Linked DNA regions of Hordeum vulgare: all the other regions are linked to region 3. Evidence: chromatin contacts called from public Hi-C data. All regions are on one chromosome and are shown on one strand. The core of a region is the stretch at or near the end of the contact, and the rest is flanking DNA. Distances in the headings are between cores, read along the strand shown. Region 1 holds the start of LOC123444134 (pre-mRNA-splicing factor ATP-dependent RNA helicase DEAH7-like). Region 2 holds the start of LOC123444136 (65-kDa microtubule-associated protein 3). Region 3 holds the start of LOC123440108.

Region 1 (4,770 bases), core at 837-3,336, 450 kb after region 3:
GATCCGTGCAAACTTGGCCGCCCTCTTGCTTCTGAGATTGCCTAGAGCCTCTAGGTGTTTGCGACATTTGGTTTTCTTAGGTATTAAGGTCCAAATAACGACACCACGACAATTGCAAACCTGACCATGTCATATCCGCATGTGCTCTCACATATTCGTACATACTCGTCTCATGAATCAGCACACGTGCCATATGCAAGCATATTCAGTGCAACCATGCACTTCTGGTAACTGGAGAATCCAATCCTTTCCCCAATGTCCTTCTTCAAGATGAAGTAGTCATCAAAGGACCCGACCCCACGGTAGAGACGAGCGAAGACATTTTTTCACATCTAGAAAATTTGACGAAGATTGTGAGCGAAGAGGGCATTGAGGGCAAAGTAATCTGACATCAGCGTCAAATGGTCGTGCGCCCTGTTGCGGTTGAGCACTCAGTGACCATTGATCGATCCTTTGAAATTGAGAACATGCTATTCCGCACGCTGCATGTCTGCATGGACCACATGCATCATAGCCATCTCATCAGTGTAGTCTTTCTCATCACGCGAGCCATGTGACGACTCAATATAATGCTCGTATATGTACTCCATATCCGAATCCATTGCTTCAAATAAGAATGGGCAAAAAAATTAGCTCGAGCAATTCAATGAATACTTGTTGGGCATGGTGAGTAGCGTAGGTGTGGATCGTACCTGAGCGGCGGTCTGAGGAGAGGCTCGTCCTGACGGTACACGAGAAGTGGCATGGAGCTTGGGTGTATCGTTGGAGGTCACAGACTTGTTGAGTATCGGCATGCGTGTGCCGAGTCGGACGGGGTAGCGGAACGGGCAAAAGAGAAAAGGGAAGGAGAGAAAATGAGAGGATGGAGGCACGAACTCCGGAAGGGGTTTTGGGTGTCGGAGTCATACGTGTTTGCAGTTTCAACTCCCGCAAAGCCCCCTAATGTGTCTTGTGTTTGTTGAAAAAAGTAAGTCCGGACCGTTCAGCGGACAGATAGAGACCCATGTTGGATGACACAACACGCCCCGACCATACGGTCTGGACATATGCACACAATTTCAAGGTCCGGTTTGAAGATGCCGTAAAGAACTATGCAAGATTTGGTAACGGATGAATCCCAAACAAGTTCTAAATAAAGTCTAAAAATTATCTAAAAATGACATTTACGAGGATAGTTATCCTGGCCGATTAGGGTTTGTAACGGATGAATCCCAAACAAGTTCTAAATAAAATCTAAAAATTACCTAAAAATGACATTTACGAACGGCTAGAAGGATAGTTATCCTGGCCGATTAGGGTTTATGTCGTAGACGTGATATTTATGCTCGCATTATTTTTAAATTTACTCCAGTCTTTCGAAAATGGTTATCAGTGAAAGAGGTTTTTCATGTCAACTGCGAGACACGTGTGGTGCCTTTGTAAAATGTATATCATATTAAGATTTATGAAGTCATCGTACGCGCATCGTCTGAAATTCTGAAATAAATCTAGAAATAAATGTAAGCACAAGGACTTGAAATTTGATGGGTTAAAAATATCACAGTCTTTATAACCATCTAACTCCAGGTTGATTCGCGAACTAACCTATGATTGAATGGTTAGAGGGATCGTGATATCCCCAGCACAACCGGGTTCAAGTCGTCATGTTCGTATTTGTTTCTAATTTATTTCATGATTTTTAGAGATAACGAGGTGTCTACTGTGACTTTGTAAATCTTAAAATGATATATCGGTTTAGTTTTTTGAAGGTGTTAAAAAAAACTATAAGTTGATTCGCATGACTTAATTTTTTAGACGTGTTGATGATCCCAGTTGGGAGCCGATCCCCTTTAGCCCCGGACAGGTACGTATCCCGTCTCCACGGAACTTTCCAACTCGGAGTCTTTCCCTTGTATCGGTCTAGCCAAGCTGACCAATATATACGGACTCACCCACCCAAGTCCCAACCCCAAGCAAATTCGCTCCAGACCCGTCGCGGCTCGCAGAACCAGTCGCCGCCGGAGCCGTTTCGTCCGCGGCCGCCGGAGCAACTCCTCCTCCTCCCATCAGTCGTTCAGGACGCGATTGGATCCCTACGTTGTTATAAGGCCAAGTAAGCCCTAGCTTGCTTCAATCCATCCGTTCCGTTTTCCATTTCTTCCTGCTTGCCGAGAACGAACAATCGGATCCCTCACCTGGACGCGATGCAGGGCGGTCCGATCCTGCCGCATCGCCCAAGGAGCTCCGCTCTAGGTTTGGACGTCCTAGCAAAGAGGAAACGGGAAGCACAAGGCAGCAATGCATCCAGGCCTCGTCCCCACAAGAAAGAAGAAGCGGCGGCTGAGCACAGATCAGGAAAAATCGCGAGAGCCGATTGCCGCCGCCGATGGGACTCACCTCGCCGGGAGTACCGTGATGGTCCACCGGCATCCCAGCGGCAACATCCGGCACCATCCCCTTGGGACAACGTTTCTTCTTTGCCTGCCGCGACCGTACGCCCGTCTGGCTCCTCCTCAAGAAGGACTTCTTCTTCGTGCAAGGGCACTGAAGCTGGTACAAGGCCCCCAACAGCTGACATAAAATTCAAGGTCACTGAGGAGATGATGCTAGAGATGGATTACAATGCTGATCTAACATGGTATGGCTGCGAAGAACACAGCATTCTATTCAATGCCGGTAGTTATCCTGGAGACGATGCTTCATTTCATCAAAATAAGAAATCAAAGTTATCCAAGAAGCTGACTCGCCAGGATGGCAGTCTGATGACTCTTGCTCAGAGCAAAAGGTTGTCAGAGGTTACCGCGGAGAATGCTCAGTGGGAGAACAGGCAGTTGTTCAGATCCGGGGCTGTTAGAAGAACAGAGGTGCAAACGGAATTTGACAACGAGGATGAGCGTAAAGTGGTACTGCTTGTTCATGACACGAAACCCCCATTCCTCCTCGACGAACGAGTTGTGTTCGCAAAACAAGCAGAGCCTGTGATGCCACTCAAGGACCCAACATCTGACATGGCTATTATTGCGCGCAAAGGTTCTCTTTTGGTTGGGGAAATTCGTGAAAAGCAGAGTATGAACAAGTCAAGGCAACGCTTCTGGGAGCTTGCTGGATCTAAGCTAGGACATATTTTGGGTGTTGAGAAAACAGCCCAACAGGTTGATGCTGACACTGCGCTTGTTGGTGACCAAGGTGATGTTGACTTCAAAGAGAAGCTGAAGTTTTCACAACACTTGAAGGAAAAGGCAGAAGCAGTCAGTGATTTTGCAAAATCGAAATCTCTTTCTCAACAAAGGCAATACCTTCCCATATTTTCTGTCCGGGATGACCTGCTCGGACTTGTGCGGGAAAATCAAGTGGTTGTGGTCGTTGGTGAAACTGGTTCTGGGAAGACTACTCAGCTGACTCAATATCTGCATGAGGATGGATATACCAGAACTGGCCTTGTTGGCTGCACTCAACCAAGACGTGTGGCTGCCATGAGTGTTGCTCGGCGTGTCAGTGACGAAATGGAAACCGTGCTTGGAGAAGAAGTTGGATATGCTATTCGGTTCGAGGATGTCACGTGTCGTAACACAAAAATAAAGTACATGACGGATGGAGTGCTTCTCCGTGAAACCTTGAAAGATGCTGACCTGGACAAATATCGGGTTATCATCATGGATGAAGCACACGAGAGATCAGTGAACACCGATGTTTTGTTTGGTATATTGAAGAAGGTTGTTGCACGTCGACGGGATTTTAAGTTAATTGTCACATCTGCAACACTAAATGCAGACAAATTCTCAAAATTCTTTGGTTCTGCGCCTATATTTCACATACCTGGAAGGACATTTCCAGTAAATATCTTGTACAGCAAAACACCATGTGAAGATTATGTGGAAGTGGCAGTGAAGCAGGCCATCACAATCCACATAACGAGTGGCCCTGGCGACATTCTCATCTTCATGACCGGGCAGGAAGAAATCGAGACTGCTTGCTATGCGCTCGCTGAGCGCATGGAGCAGCTAATTTCATCATCCACCAAAGTTGTAGGCAAGCTCTCAATCCTGCCTGTCTATTCACAGTTGCCTGCTGACTTGCAGGCCAAGATCTTTCAGAAGGCAGGAGAGGGCACTCGCAAATGCATTGTTGCTACCAATATTGCTGAGACATCCCTGACAGTAGATGGTATCTTGTATGTCATCGATACTGGATATGGAAAGATGAAGGTATACAATCCACGGATGGGCATGGACGCTCTTCAGGTTTTTCCATGCAGTCGAGCAGCCGCAGACCAGCGTGCAGGGCGTGCAGGAAGAACTGGTCCTGGCACATGCTACAGGCTGTTCACGGAATCAGCTTACCAGAATGAGATGCTCCCTAACCCCGTGCCAGAGATCCAAAGGACCAACCTTGCGAATGTGGTTCTCTTACTGAAATCCCTTGAAGTCAAAAATTTGCTTGATTTTGACTTCATGGACCCACCTCCCAAGGAGAATATCCTCAGCTCCATGTACCAGCTCTGGATGTTGGGTGCCTTGAACAATGTTGGTGGCCTTACAAATCTAGGCTGGAAGATGGTGGAGTTCCCATTGGACCCAACTCTGGCAAAAATGCTTCTCATGGGGAAGGAGCTGGGGTGTGTTGATGAAGTACTGACAATTGTATCCATGCTCTCAGTGCCATCAGTATTCTTCCGGCCAAAAGATCGAGAAGAGGAGAGTGACGCTGCAAGGGAGAAGTTTTTTGTACCGGAGTCTGACCATCTAACACTCCTCAATGTATACCTGCAATGGGAAGAGCAGAAGTTTAAGG
Region 2 (4,485 bases), core at 1,753-4,252, 280 kb after region 3:
TATATAACTGGACAAGGAATTATATCAAATCTCATTTGGCAAGAATACCCGGAATCTTGTTAACCAAAATGCGTGCTTTCTCGGCCCTCTTGAGCGTCAGATGTGCCCCCTTCCCAGCATTGTAACGATTGTCATCCTAAATATTCCAGGTAAAAGGAAAAATCATTAGTAGCAAATAAATGGGAACAACAATTATCCAAAAAACAAACATGTCAAGCACAATTGAATATTAAATTGGCCAGCATTCATACTTTGTTGTAATCTTCCAGCCAGGCTTCCTCCTCACATGCATTCAGAAACCTTTCAACCTTCTCAAGAATATCCTTCCGACTGAAAGCTTCATCTTTCACTGTTGCAATGTGAGCCTCAAGTTGTTCCAGAACTAATGCAGGATCAATAGCTCCTGTAGAGGAAAGTGCAAAGGTGGATGAGGTAGTTTGCCAGATGATTTGCAGGCATTGAGCACACCTTACTAAACACAAGATATCAGGAGGGAGGTAGATGATCTTACCGGACTCAATAGCCTCAATGTTAAATTCATCTGAATATCCATCCTCGCCAATTAGATGTGCGCGTCTTCGGTGCTCCTCCAGTTCTGATTTCTTTTTCAAAACAAGGTCCTTCATTTTGCTTCCTTTCAGTTGCTCAAGTCTTAAAACCTCAGCTTCCACCTACATTATGAGTACAATCTATGAATATTCATGCCTCAGTAGGAACAGATAGCAATAGCAACTGTAACATGAGAGGAATCTCCACAGCAATAGTGACTCACATAGCTGAGGAAGTCGATCGACAGGGTGTTGGGTTCCGTTATTTCATGCTCCGAGGCAGCAATATTGCACGTTACATTCTGGAACATCTGCTGTTCTTCAATTGGTGTATCCATAAGATTCCATAGTTCTAGCATTGTCGAAGCAAAATCTTGAAGCTGAGAGGTTCATATGTCATCAGAGTTAAGGATTGAGTTCAGGTATGCAAATGCAACGCATATTCCAAAGCTTAAAATGGTACAGAAAATGCTGACCTTTTGCATCCTCTGAATTTTGATTTCACGCAGTCTATTCACAGCCGATGCTAGTCTCTCGATTGTAGTGTTGCTCAGGTTCTTTGACCCTTCAGCTTCGTCCAGGCTAGGGTGCACCTCATGCACTGTTTGTTTAAAGTCAATACCAAGCACCTCACATATGGAATGTAATGTATTCAAATGATCCATCACTTGCTGTAACCTTTCCCTCTGTCAAAAACACAAAGACATAGTGAGATATATATACGAAGGAGCACTGAACAAAAAGAGCACTGCTGTGCATGGATAGAGTATGACTGGTGAAAGAATTCGATTGGCAGGAGTGATGATGACCTTCTCTTTCTGAAGGGATTCTAGCTCCTTCGTTAACTCCTCAAACTTTCTTAATGACAAATCAGACTGATCCACAGGAGTTTTAAATGGCACAAAGTCTGCAGGCCTGATTTCGGATGAAATCTTCTTAATCTCCTCAAGGACACGAACGAACTGGTTCCATCTTTCAACCTTTTTAGTTCGCATCTCCTCCAAATATGGGATAATTGCATTCAACTCCTCCCTTAAACCATGTAAATTCTGGTTTGACTGCCAAAATAACAGAACCAAAAACAAATCAGTTACAGCAGATTACAAGCGTGGTGTATGTACATCAAATTGAACACTTTTTTGGCGAAATACATCGAATTGAGCCGAATTCATGTACTCTTTGATCCATATTAATATGAATTGGAGGGTCTAGTAGTTTGTCAAGTCTCCGATGCAACAGATTATGAGTGTCATGCATATACAGTGAATGGTGATCACATAACCCAAGCAGTAGCATTCTAGTTACAATGGCTGTAGAATAGTTTAAGCGTAGGAAATTGTATGTTTATTGGTTCAACTCAAAGTGAAGTGGAAAATGAAGTTGTATTTACATATTTCCTGGTATACTAACACTAGTAAAAAAATGAGTTTAGTTAGTGATGGCCTGTTACTGTCTATTGGTTCCTCTACCAACTGGAGTGTTGGATACATAGTCCAGTCCAGCTGTCGTCCTATTTGATTTATTTCATCTTAGCTATTAGAGCATACAAAACAAAGTGCAGTTTCCAGATTGCTGCTAAATTTTTCCTTCCATCATCTATCCATAATTACCACTATTCCCCTTCTTTTCTTTTATTTTCTTTCCAAAGGAATAATTAGCAGTATTCGAGATGGCAGCGTGCTACACTAGTGGAGCCAGGAACAAACCTGCCTGATGTGAACCGGTGGCTCGCCTATGGCCGAACAGATACCGGCGAGCTCGGCCTCGGCCTCGGCGATGGATTGCCGCAGCTGAGCCCTGCAGCGGTTGGCCTGGTCGACCTTCCTCCTGTAGACGTCGAGACACTCCTGCTCTAGCTCCAGCAGCGTCTTGTCCCGCACCGAGTCGGGCTCGCCGACCTCGTCCCAGATCACCTGAAACCGGAAAAAAAATCCCTCAGTCCCTGGAGGCAGACGCGGGGGGAACAACCAGAAACAGCGCAGCAAACACTGCGGATCGGGAAGCAGCGGCGTACGTTGAGCTCGAGGAGAAGCGAGTCGCACGGGTGGAGCTGCTGCTGCTGGTCTTTCACCGCGCCACCCATCGCCATGGGCAATCTGCAAGGTGGGTCAAAGATCAAATCGGACGCCGTGGCAGGGAACCGGCCGCGAAGCAGGGAACGGGGAGGCGTAATCGCCGGTGGAGCTAGGGTTTTCGCCTCGCACACTCACGGGGAGCGAGCGGGCGAGCAGCCAGATCCGGTCCGAGGAAACCGCGGGCGGGGCTCTAACGGCCCGCGGGGGGTTCGGGGCTTACCTCTCTGCGCGGTATCGGCGATTCGCCGGCGAGACGCGGCGGTGGGAGCGCCGGAGGGGTCGTGGTCGCGCGGCTGGGTCCTGGGATGCGAGCGAGAGAGTGCGGAGGAGGGGGGTGAGAGGAGGAGATGGAGAGTGATTTGAAATGTTTTGAAACAGGGGAGGGGGAGGGGGGCAAGAAGAGCGGAGGGGGATTGGAAAAATCGGAAGGAATCAAAGGAAGGGGACAGCCGCAGAGAGACGTTAGCGGGGATCTTTATTGCGCAGGCGCCGGAGGGGCCGCATCCGGGGGCCTCCGTTTTGAATTCGACGGTCCGGATGGGAAGCTCGTCCGGCCCGTTGGGGGACGACCTTGCCAGGTCGGCTGCCGGTTGGATACGTGCGCCCGGTAGCGATGACGGACGGGGCCCACTCCTGGGTCGCCACGTGTGGACCGCGGAGCTGACTGGTTGGCTTCCCTTCTTTGTGACAGGAGTTTGAGTTCGTGACAGCAGTTGGCTAGGAGGAACAGTTAATGCTTTGTTGCAGCGTATCAAATCAGCAAGTGACTTGTTTCATTTGCTGTCAAAAATGACGAGACAGGATTTGGTAAGATGCACAGACGTGAAACACAGCCAAAAAGTTGGAGGGAAATGAAGAGTCAAATTTGGTGGAAATAATACTCCCACCGTCCCATAGTATTAGAGTGTTTGAAATTTTAGCTTTTTCTAAATTGAACTTATTTAAATTTGATATATTCAAAAAGAGTTTGTAATGGAGTGGCATTACGTGGATTGGTCCCAATCACTCACCCCTGCTTCTATAGTCAAGGAACGATTCACTATCTAGGTCAAAGCGCTTTCGTTTTGAAACCTCATGGCTGTTGGAACCAGGGTTTATGGAAAAGATGCAACTCAAGTAGGTTGCATGGCTCCCACCCCTTCTAGAGTGTTTTTCATTGTCAATGTGAGGCATCACTCTGCCAAATCGACTAGACAAATCATGCGAGGTGGGGGAGGGGCACGTAAGAGCATCTTCAATAGGTCATGCAAATCAATAAATAACAGTTTTTTGCATCACCACAGGCCAAAAAGTGGTCTCCAATAGCAGCCCGTGATGTAAATTTGGCGGAAAAAAATTAGGACACGGTGTAAAAAATAACTTCGGTGACCCATATATACATCACCACGAGCGGTGGAATAAAACGCGAAAGTTGTGCGCGCGACTCCAACCGCCGCTCGAAAGGTTCATCCCGCCCCCTCACCTTCTGTGATCTGTCGCGCCGTCGGTGCTCCGCCGTGATGTCGATGCCTTCAATCTCCTCGCGGGTGTCGCGCCCACCGTCGGTTTGATTCTTCTCGTCGGCGCGGCCGCTCCGCCACTTTCTGCCGCCCCCATTCCCCCCGACGGTCGTGCTAGAGGCAGCGACTTTGCTCCTCCCCGACATGTCGCCGCCGTCAGTGAAACGAAGAAGAAACCCATGGCCAGTCATGGACTAGGAGGATACGTCGTCGAGAAACTACCATCTAGGTCAAAGTAGGCGATCGTAGAGGCTGCTGGAGCGGCGGCGTCTACGGCGGCTAGTCAGCCTCCTTCGATCGTGGAGAGTACTCCACCGCCATCGGAGGTGGCAACCACTCCAACGTTGTCGGAGGTGACAGCCA
Region 3 (4,959 bases), core at 1,193-3,692:
ATGGAAAATCCTTTCTGCACTAATTGCAATCAAAATGATGAAGAGACTGTCATGCATATTTTGTGAGATTGTAATTTTGCACGGGATTGTTGGTACTCACTACTGCCTGGAAAGAGGGGGGAACATCTGTATATGAAGGACTCATGCAAGCATCAGAACAACCTCCCAATCAATTTTCCACAGAAATTATCATTTTAGGGTGCTAGAACATCTGGATTCAAAGAAATGGCAAAGTTTTTAGAGTACCACCCAGACACTTCAAGGGCAGAGATACTTCTTTAAACAAGATCTTAATGTATTACAATTCAAAATAAGGAAAAGCATATTCTGCAGTTCAGACAATGGATAGATAATAATTTGTAATATAAAGGAATGTGGCCCTAGAACAGGTATAGATTGATCTGTTAAGAGACTTGGGCCTTCTTGATGGCTTGTAATTGTTTCATATTTTATTTTTTAATTAAAAAACCGTAGAACTATTGTTCTACGGTTTTCCTAGTCAAAAATTAGATTGTGAGATAAATGGCCGTTAACTTATATATATATATATACGAACATTAAACCTTCACATGAAGAAGTGTTCGTTGTTGTTATTGAACCATAATAAAAGGGGGGTCTAATTGAAGTTGATAAAAACATAAAACAGAGGTGCTATTGACCATGGGTAAAAATTGGTTTATGTCTAAAATCTGGGGGATAATATATTATCCTAGAATGTACCTCTAGTAAGTTTATTGTATTTTAGAAGCCTGGAGATGTACCTTTAAAAACATATGAAATGTGCAATGCATGATTGTTTTTATTGAAATAAAAAGTTTTGCCAAGAGCCTATCAATTCGGTGATTGAATGACCCATGTAGAGCTTGACATAACTAGCTAATCAAAACTTCTAGCTCTCCACAGCGTTGTGTTTTTTTATTGGGGTTGGCCCATTTCTTGGTGTATACAATTATTGTTATCTTTCCTTTCTTTCAAGAAACTAAACGGGAAGATTTCCGTGATGGAAAATAAACATGTAATAACTAATTGTACTCTTCGAAAAGATGATGAAATATACATATTGTTTTTCTTCTTTCAAAAGAACATGAAACTATATATACATTTCGCCAATGAAAATCACGAACAAAATCATCAAGTTTTATTATAACATTTCAATGAAAGTTGTTGTTTGGGCTGTCCAGGTTCACCGCGAGGCGGCTCCGCGTTGTATATACATATGAATCCTTTAGACAAAGAAAGATCATTTGTCCTTGTTGAGTTATAACAAAAGGAAAATTTGAAGTTGATATTAATAGTAAAACAAAACAAGAAAACAAAAGACACTAGTAGAATTATACTCCCTCCGTTCCTAAATATAAGTCTTTAAAGAGATTTCATTAGTGGACTACATACGAATGTATATAGACATACTTTAGAGTGTAGATTCACTCATTTTGCTCCGTATGTAGACTCCTAATAAAATATGTTAAAAGACTTATATTTAGGAACGGAGGGAGTACTACTGTTGCCCGTGGCCATGTGTAAGTGAGCATTTCTCGACCTCCTTGACTCATTGATAAAAAAATGTTGGATCTCCTTCATTCATTCATTACTTGCCCACCATTAATTTTTTTGGGTTCAATTGCCCTTTCATCGCTCAAAAATACATGAAAAAACAGGCAGCAATATTTACACATGGTCAAAGAAAAGAAAAAAAGAATAAGAATACGAGAGAAGGCCTTTGCCATCTCTCGTTTTGTTAGATGGCTACTGGACTTGTGTTGCATTATTAGCATACTAGTGCGGCGTAGCTCTCCTCGTGTATGGTCTCCAACGTCGGTCGCCGCCTCGACAAGCGACCGCCGCTTATCCGTTGCTTGAGCTCTCCGATCTCCGCCGCAGCCGCCTCGTCGTCCACTGCCATCTCATCCAACCGCGGGGCCCTGACCGGCGCGATGTCCGCCTCGGCGGCAACCGAGGCCACATCGGGCGGCGCCACGACGATGGCCGCCACCTTGGCCGAAGCTGGCCTCCGGGCGTGAGCCTCCCTGGCGAAAACGGCGGCCAGGCGCGCCACGTCGGCGGGCGCGGCCTTGGAGCCAAGCCGCTTCATGGGGAAGGCGGCGTAGACGCCCCCGAGCTCGAGCTCCTCGTCAGCCGCGAGCGCCTCGATCCGGCGCCCCGCCTGCAGCGCGCGCGCGTCGGTCAGGAAATGCCCCGGCGCCTCGAGCATCAGCTCCGCCGCCGTCGTCGGGGGCCTGACCAGCCTGATCCCGCCGTCGGGGAGCACCACCCTGGCGCCCTTGGCCGCCCCGGGGATCCTGGCCAGCGTGCAGGACGCGAAGTTCCCCATGCCGAAGAGGGGTCGGGGATAGGAAGGATAAAGGGGATAAAAGAAAGAGAGAGTGCGAGGAATGAGAATGGGAGTTGGTGATGGCTCGGTGCGTGTGTGTGGCTGCGTTGCGCTGGGGATATATATAGCGGTGGCGTGGGGAAACGCGTGCGATGGGCGATGTGACGACGGTGGCGTGGTGGGTAGCGAGAGGAGAGCTGAGTGAGGAGTGGGGTGGTGATGGTGGTGGTGGCCAGGTGTGTTAGCGTCGTCGTCTAAGAGGATTTGCGTGTGGGGCCGACCGACCACGGGCCACCGGACGGGGGTTCGTTCGTTCGGGCTCGGTAGGGCTCCCTACTCCCTCCCTCAACGAGAAAGAAACCCATACAATTACCGGGTGAAATCCACTTGTTGATCAGTGATAATCTTGGAACACATCATCCCGCGTGGCTGCGCGTGTAATCCACTTGTGATCACTTAGTATATATGACGACCAGCTAGCAGAAATCTACTTGTTGATCAGTGACATACTACGACCAACTAGTGAAAATCCACTCGTTGATCGGTTAGAAAAAAGGAAAACATTTGAAAATGACGCGCTGGTCGAAGAGTTGCGCCGGATGTGGTTTTCGCACGTCAACAAAAACTTGTTCAACTTAAGACGCGTGTGTGACGGATCTCTGTGAACCTTCTTTTTTCCTTATCTCTGTTTTCATGGTCCCCTCACCACACAACGTTATAGCTCTTTTTTTTTCACTTTCAGCCGAGCCCCACACACTTCTCTGCAAAAGACCATAGGCCGACGAGCGATGTCGCGGCTGATGCTACAAGCACGGGGCTGCCGTTCCAGCTTCACCTGCAGCTCATGGTAAGCACGGCGCACGCCGTCTCGCCTCTGCCATGCCGCTAATGCAGCTCACCACCGTCGCAACTCATCACAGTCGTCTGGCATTGGTCCCGTCAAATCGCCTCTCTGGTTGCGCAGCTTTTCGTCTCGTGATTCCACCAAAAAACACATGTAGCTTCTTCATCTCGATAACCCCTGGTCGTTGTTCCCAAGCTTTTTATGTCGCTTATAGCAGGTTGAAACTTCTCTCATATACGGTTTTCACTGTCAGCGGTTGTAACTTTTCTCAGGCTGCGTAGCGTCTGGTTGGAGTTTTTTTTCCTCAACGGTTGAAGCTTTTTTCATCCATGATAGAAGATTTTTTGTAAATGATTGAAACTTTTTTTCCATTTTGTGCAACGCTTGGTTAAAGCTCTCTCTCAAGCTTTTTTCATCGAAGGTTGAAGCACTTTATGTCAACGGTTGTATCTTTCCATGATTCGCAGTGCCGGTTGAAGCTTTCTTCATACCCGGTTGAAGTTTTCCATCTATGGATTAAAGCTATTTTTCCAGTGGTTGCAACACATGGGTATGCGACGGTTCAAGTCTGGCCTCCGTTAAGTCGCGCACCGACGTTTGTTACTAGTCGTTGCACCCGTCCATCGCCATTGCATGATGCGTCCCCAGGACCATTGCAGCTAGGGTTTGCCCATAGATGGGGATGCTTGGGAGCATGGGCGAAGACGGCCACGAGGACGACCAACGAGGGCTGCTACCGGCGACTAGGACAACCGGCAAGGACGGCGACCAAAAGCGAGGACTAGCGACGAGAGGCGACAACGAAAGAACATGTGCGGCCGATGAGATAGAAGGGAGTGATGAGATGCAGAAGGATCCTTTCGTACGCATACATTGACAAAAACGGCGACGCATCGGACGGTTTCCATCAATCCAATTGAACGGTAGCGGGCCGAACGGCCTAACCTACTCATCTTCGGAATCACTGATTAAAAAAATTCTTTGTAAAGGTCATTTTCACCTTCTCAGATTGCAAAGGTGAACTCCCGCCTCCTGAGGTCCAACCACAGGTCACCGGACGGGGTTCGTTCGTTCGGCTTCGGTTGGGCTCCCTACCTCCCTTCCTGGCCGGTTGGACGAGAAAGAAACCTATACCATTATCCCGTAAAATCCACTTGCTAATCAGTTATAATCTTGTATAATGGCTTGTAGCATATCATCCCGCATGGCTGCGTGTATAATCCACTTGTGATCAGTTATTACATATGACGACCAGCCACCCAAACTCCACTTGTTGATCAGTGACATATTACGACCAACTAGCGCGAAAATCCACTTGTGTTGATCAGTTAGAAAGAAACCTACACCCCGCGTGGCCGTGCGTGGTACTACAAACTCTACAAGGCAAGATGATCAGGCGCCTGACGGTGTGACCAGTGATCAGACTTCTTGTGTTTGTGTCCTCCATTCGACTTTGAGATGGACAGGGTGGTTCCGACTTTTCGTTGGAAAGACAAACCCACAAGGCACGGTCTAGTCCATCCAGCGATAGCGTTTTCACTGTTTGATTGCAAAGTTCTTGACTTTTGGCTGGATTTGTGGAATACTGGCTTAAATTTTGCAACCTGCCTGCCTACCGGCCTACTATTGAACAAATTATATATATGGGTGTATATATTATAGCTGGCATAAAGAAAATCAAATGTCTTTTGACCGACAAAGGCAAATCATTAATTGCCCCGCGCAAATATGCAAGAGACGCCATTCTGCAAAAAGAAAGAAAAATGCAAGAGACGATACCGGG

What was found. Hi-C and Micro-C count contacts between places; a contact is called where the count stands out from the background.
Region 1: a Hi-C map of seedling shows a contact between it and region 3, with 2.9 times the contacts expected there. The contact joins the promoter of LOC123444134 here to the promoter of LOC123440108 in region 3. A contact is called at or near these places in 2 of 6 Hi-C or Micro-C datasets (leaf and seedling).
Region 2: a contact with region 3 is called in a Hi-C map of leaf, with 4 times the contacts expected there. The contact joins the promoter of LOC123444136 here to the promoter of LOC123440108 in region 3. A contact is called at or near these places in 6 of 6 Hi-C or Micro-C datasets (leaf, seedling and an unstated tissue) and 1 of 1 datasets of contacts at active chromatin or transcription factors (embryo).

The regions. Positions count from the first base shown.
Region 1 is chr3H:437,950,950-437,955,719 of MorexV3_pseudomolecules_assembly, reverse strand. It overlaps LOC123444134 (pre-mRNA-splicing factor ATP-dependent RNA helicase DEAH7-like), which reads left to right and starts at 2,086. Exons shown (of 1, transcript XM_045120754.1): 1 at 2,086-4,770. The coding sequence starts at 2,184.
Region 2 is chr3H:438,120,762-438,125,246 of MorexV3_pseudomolecules_assembly, reverse strand. LOC123444136 (65-kDa microtubule-associated protein 3) reads right to left here and starts at 3,002. Exons shown (of 13, transcript XM_045120757.1): 1 at 2,844-3,002; 2 at 2,563-2,644; 3 at 2,255-2,461; 4 at 1,358-1,606; 5 at 1,025-1,234; 6 at 773-928; 7 at 512-671; 8 at 252-403; 9 at 49-136. The coding sequence starts at 2,637.
Region 3 is chr3H:438,397,355-438,402,313 of MorexV3_pseudomolecules_assembly, reverse strand. It overlaps LOC123440108, which reads right to left and starts at 2,442. Exons shown (of 1, transcript XM_045116687.1): 1 at 1,557-2,442. The coding sequence starts at 2,332. The coding sequence ends at 1,769.